Linked DNA regions of Zea mays: region 1 is linked to region 2. A link is a contact called in public Hi-C data. All regions are on one chromosome and are shown on one strand. Each heading gives the region's core, a stretch centred on a gene start, on an enhancer-like site or on the middle of the called end of the contact. The rest is flanking DNA. Distances are from core to core; before and after follow the strand shown. Region 1 holds the start of LOC103637697 (replication factor C subunit 5). Region 2 holds the start of LOC103637695 (probable ADP-ribosylation factor GTPase-activating protein AGD8).

What was found. A called contact is a pair of places that touch in the nucleus more often than the background predicts.
Region 1: a contact with region 2 is called in a Hi-C map of tassel, with 3 times the contacts expected there. The contact joins the promoter of LOC103637697 here to the promoter of LOC103637695 in region 2. A contact is called at or near these places in 4 of 25 Hi-C or Micro-C datasets (ear, endosperm, leaf and 1 more).

Annotation. Positions count from the first base shown.
Region 1 is chr1:100,468,943-100,471,642 of Zm-B73-REFERENCE-NAM-5.0, forward strand. LOC103637697 (replication factor C subunit 5) reads left to right here and starts at 1,290. Exons shown (of 11, transcript XM_008660366.4): 1 at 1,290-2,290; 2 at 2,419-2,529; 3 at 2,646-2,678. The coding sequence starts at 1,502.
Region 2 is chr1:99,948,798-99,951,564 of Zm-B73-REFERENCE-NAM-5.0, forward strand. LOC103637695 (probable ADP-ribosylation factor GTPase-activating protein AGD8) reads left to right here and starts at 1,386. Exons shown (of 7, transcript XM_008660358.2): 1 at 1,386-1,744; 2 at 1,896-2,014. The coding sequence starts at 1,445.

The sequences.
Region 1 (2,700 bases), core at 40-2,539, 520 kb after region 2:
TACTCTTATACCAACAAGTCAAGTGGCACTGCTAAGTTCATTGACATTTAGTGTTATGTTGTTAAGGAGAAGATTTCAGGATCAAACCATAAAAGTTGAGCATAACAATAGATAGCAGATGCTAGCGAATCCGCTCACAAAAGCCTTCCACCCAACGTGTTAAGACAACACGTAGCCGGCATAGGTTTAAGGGAGTGCCTATGATCTTGAATCACAGGGGCTACAGATTGCAACTTTGTAAAATATCTTTTCATTCTGAAGCAGGGGAGCATGTTGTATTCAATGAGTGCATTGATACTTAATCGGTCATTGTCACGCATTGGTCTCTATGTGTAAACTTTGTTGAGGGATGGAATCCAGAAAAGTTGAATATAATGAATGTAGAGGACAAAGGAGAGATTGTTGTGTGTGTCCTCTATAGCCGGTCACTAGAGACTAGATTGGACTCAACCAACTAATCGTCTCTTTAATCGGGCCCTTGATTGGGAGGGCCCATGTTGATCTCGGTTGGAGCCCCCGGTCACATGACGCTATATATAAAGGATTAAGGGTCGCAGGAAAAGCCAATGCTAGTACTTGCCCAAAACCCTAATCCACGCAGAGGCCCCATCGCCTAAGCGTCGGAGTGACTGGAAGAGCGACAACTAACGGCTCGGATTCTGATGCCTACTGTTCCTCTGCAGAGCAATGGAGGTGACACCGGCGGCGGCGGCGGCCACACTCCACCAACACCAAGCCAGGACGTGTCAACACAACAACAACGAAGGTATGTCCCCCTATTCCTCTCAGTAGAAGATTTACTCGTCATCGGAGATTTTCCAGTTATAGATTGGTATTCTAGAGGCTTAGAAATTGATCCTAGACATAATAGAATCTAACCGGTCGATCTCTTGACCAGTGAGATCTGCCCCCATACCCACCTTGCGAGGCCCTACTCCTTATTGCCGATGACTTCCCCGGCCCACCGGGACATGTCTCCACCGCGCAATCTTGGGCTTGAGCTCGTAGACTGAAGAGAGGGGATCAGGGGATCCAGAGATGGAGCAACAATGGGAGAAGTTTGGGGTAGCTGTCGTCTGGCTAAAGAAGGGAGGCAGGGCACCACGAGTCATTTTCACATGGCCTATCCAAGTCCTTGCCACGGTAGCGTGTCCGCGTGGCTGGCTACATACACAAAAAATAACATAAATATAGATGTAGTGGAAGCTCTCTCTCCTCTCCTGTAACAATTATATAGAGTCAATTGTAAGGATGACAAATGAATGTACGCCATCTGCAAAAATCCTCCGATCTGACCGGTGCATATGCAAAAAAAAATGCAGAAGAGAAGAGAACAATTCTGGAATGATTCCCAACGTCCTGCAGAAATCTGAGTGGCTCCAGTCCCCGTCCCAGCGGAGCAGAGCACTCGATCGCGTTGCGTTGGTGACCCCGTCGACGTCCTCGCTCTTCTCGCCGTGCATTGGCTTCATCACCTCCTTATTCGCGCCACGCCACGCAGATGCCATGCCAGTGCCCAGACACACCGCCGCGTCAACCTCCCGCTCTCTGGCTCCCAAGTTACATCACCACGGACATGGAAACCCCCTCGCCGGGCGCCACGCTCTCCGCGGTGATCGCCGAGGACCGCCGCCGGGAGGCTCGCCGCCGCCAGGGGGGCTTCGGGCAGGGCGGTCTCCTCCCGTACCTCGTCCCGGCTTGCGGGCGTCCGGCCGGCCAGAGGGGCGGCAGGCCGCTGCACTCTGAGCTCATGGTAAAACTGCACCGCTGGGGCGCCACTTTCCTGCCCAAGGGCGGCGGCGCCGTCGCGCGCGAACTCGAGGAGCCGTGCCGCGCGCCAAGCCCGCCGCCACGGCCTAGACCATCATTCACACCGGCTGCATCGGCGGCGGAGCCGGAGGTGGTGCCGCGCCACGAGGCGCCCGCCGTGAGTGTCGTCCCCACGACGGGGCCTTCGAGGGAGAGAGAGGAGCCGGCGGCGGGATCCGAAGCCATTGCCGAAGCGGACATGTCCGCCGGCGAGAGCGCGGGGAGCAGCGACCACCAGGCGACGCCGGTCGTTACCGTCGCGGGAGGAAGTGGGGGAACCTGGCTCAGAGCTTCGCCCAAGACGAGAGCGAGGTCTCCGTCACTGCAGACGGACAGCGACGAGTCCCCTCGGCCCCTCGCCGACTCCGCCGCATTGCCCGTGGTGGCCGACGACAAGTACGTGTGGGCGGACAAGTACCGGCCCAATGTCCTCAACGAGTTCATCTGCAACAAGACCGTCGCCGCCGAGCTCTACCAGCTGGTTGGTGATCACACGACCACATTGCAAACGTTGCTTCAGAGTTTGCCTTGCAGTTTCGTATCAGAGCAGCTTTTAGGATTGTGGCCAAGTTCATCTGATACATGGGCAAGTTCGTCTGTTGCATGCAGGTTGTTGCACACCAGTGCAGACATTTCATCTTTGAAGGCCCGCCGGCGGTTGGGAAGAGAAGCATGGTACTGGCACTTATAAGGGATGCTTTTGGCCCCCATGATCTCAAGGTCACTATGGCAAACTTGGCTTAAATTACTACTAGTCCTCATTTAAAGAAGCTAAATGGCTAAAACCTCGGTGTCTTCACAATTTGTTATTTTTTTCTCCATCCTGACATACGCAGATAGAGGAACAGACAAAGAGATTTGAGCTGAAGGTACTTTATATGCATGAAAGCG
Region 2 (2,767 bases), core at 136-2,635:
TCACATCTTCGGCGCCGTATCAACCTTCGTATTATTTGGGCTTCTCCTACTGTGATATCGACTCGAGTCCGAAGATACCTGTTCACACATTATACTCCAGAAACACTGTTAAATCTTGTTTTTGAGGACCTTCGGAAGCCGAAGGCCCCCAACAGTCGTCATCTTCATGGTAACCTAGCTTTTGTTTAGCCTTTGTAAACATATCACTCAAGGAGGGTGTACCAACGAATAGCACGGGCACGTGTCACATGTCAATGAACTTAGCATTTCCATAGGGATCTTCTTCCACATTGCCTCCATGACCATGATATATGCTCAAAAAATTGTCCATCATTCAGTAACCATTATTGATGGTTATTCCCTAACCACCACCCACTAATAACTAACTACTAACTAAGTGCTAACTAATAACTAAATACTAACCAACTAATAACATAGTACTAAGTATAAAATTTGGACATCACCTCCCTGTATGGGGAGGTTACTAAAACCTCCAAATTCAAATCACATTAAACACATGGCGACCTCCATCACCTCAATCAAATCCATATTTATCACATTCAATAAAACTCACATTTACCACATTCAATCAAACTCGCGTTTATCACACTCAACCTAGTTTTTGAACTAAATAACTAACTAAAATCCTAACCAAATAACTAAAATATTAACTATATTAGCTACATACCAAGTTTTCAAACTAAATTAAAACTAAAATACTAATTAAAATACTAACTAATTAACTAAAATACTAAATACCTAATAAAAACTAACTATATATTTAAAATACTAAAAAAACTACCAATGATGGTGGTGGCGTGGGCTGCGACGCAGCTGGGCAGGGCGTGTCGCGAGGATGGAAGCGGCCCACAGCCGCGACGGCGCCCGAGGAGGAGTGGAGCCGGCGTGGCTCGAAGACAGCCGACGCGGGCACGCCGAGTCGCGGCGGTGCCTGGGGACGGGTGGAGCGGCGTGTGGTGGCATGGCGACGGAGAGGGCCAGCGAGCGCAGGAGCGTCAGAGAGGAGAAGGCAAAGAGACGAATGGAGAAAAGCCAGGAAGAACTGATCCGGTTCGGTTTAAAGGGGTAGGCGCCACAGATCTTGGTGCTTACCTCCAAACACGTTGTTGTATAGTTTAAAGGGGGTAGGCGCCAAAATCTGTGGCGCCGCCTACCCCTACCACGTGGGCGCCATATGTCGTCACCATGTTGTCGGACGTGTGCTAGACTTAGATGTCAATGCTATTGACGTCGGCCCGTGTTAGTTAGGCGTCAATAGTGTTGGCGTCGACCTATATGTCATTTTTGAAATGAAACTGAAAAGAGTATATTTCTGAAAATAAAACCGAAAATGGCTAAATTGTAAAAAAAAAAAATTTGGCCGGTATGTGTATGTCTAGGCTCTGCCGCTCTGGGGTCTAGACGACAACGCACGCAAAGGCTGATGCGTATCAACGTATGCGGATGCAGGGGCAGCACCGTCCACCTCCACCATCTTTCCTCTTCCTCCTCGCCTCCACCCCTTCCCTTCCATCTCCTCCCACCCGGCGACTCCTCTTCCTCTCTGCCGCGCCGATCGATTGGCCCACCCATCGATCGAGCACGGGGAAGAAGATTCCAGTCCGGAGTGGTTTCAATTCGGTCGGGTTCGTTGCCCGTGTGGGTGGGCGCTATGGCGGCGATGGATGCCTCGGCAGATAAGAACGCCGTCTTCCGCAAGCTTCGCGCCAAATCGGACAACAAGGTACTGTGGATTAGATTGGATTTTATGGGTGATCGATTTGATTGTGGAGTCGGGATTGATCGCACTTTCTTTTGCTCTGTGTGAGTGCCGCCTGTGCAATATTTTTTGTGTGTGTGCGAATTCCGTTTCTGATGGCGGTGCAAGCGTGCAGATGTGCTTCGATTGCAACGCCAAGAACCCGACGTGGGCGTCCGTCACCTACGGCGTCTTCCTCTGCATCGACTGCTCGGCGGCGCACCGCAGCCTCGGCGTCCACGTCTCCTTCGTCAGGTCGCCTCGCCTCACCTGCTTCTCTTCTCTTCTCACACCTGTCCACGTACGTGGACCTGTGGCCATGCCTAAATGCTTGTAGTATACTGTACTAATCTGCTGCAGTGGATTGATTGATCACATGCACATAGTAGTAATATTAATCTGCTGCAGCAGGTACCGTGACTGATTGATCACATGTTCATATGTACAAGTGCAATATATAATAAATATGATTATTTGAATGAAAATTCTGAATTTTTTCTACTTGATGTGTTTTCTGCTTCTCTTTTTTTCAGTTTTATCTGCTTATAAATTATTTTTAGTGTTCTGGTATGCCTGGCACACTTGTTTGGATGACATGTCATATGTAGTACCGAAGTCTCTTGTGATATGGTGTGGCATATACATGTCCCTGTTTGTTTGAGCTTTTTCCAGCTTCTGGTCACCAAAAGCTGTAGACTGTCAAACGCTCAGCTTTTTAGTCCGTTTCTATAAAAATCGATTTGATAAAAACCCTTCAAAATCAACATAAACACAGAATCGATGAAGTCGTTGCAATAGTAGGAATCTTCCACGAACTCTATGGACACTTTCATCTTCCTCGGCATGTAATCCCCACGATACTTAGATTCTCCTCACAGCCAGATTCTTTCCACAGCCAGATTCTCAGAAAAGCTGGTCAAAAAAGCTGAACCAAGCAGGCCCACATGTTACTAGGCATTATGCTATGCATGATGGAAAGGTCCAAAATTTCGCTTTACTTCCATGTTT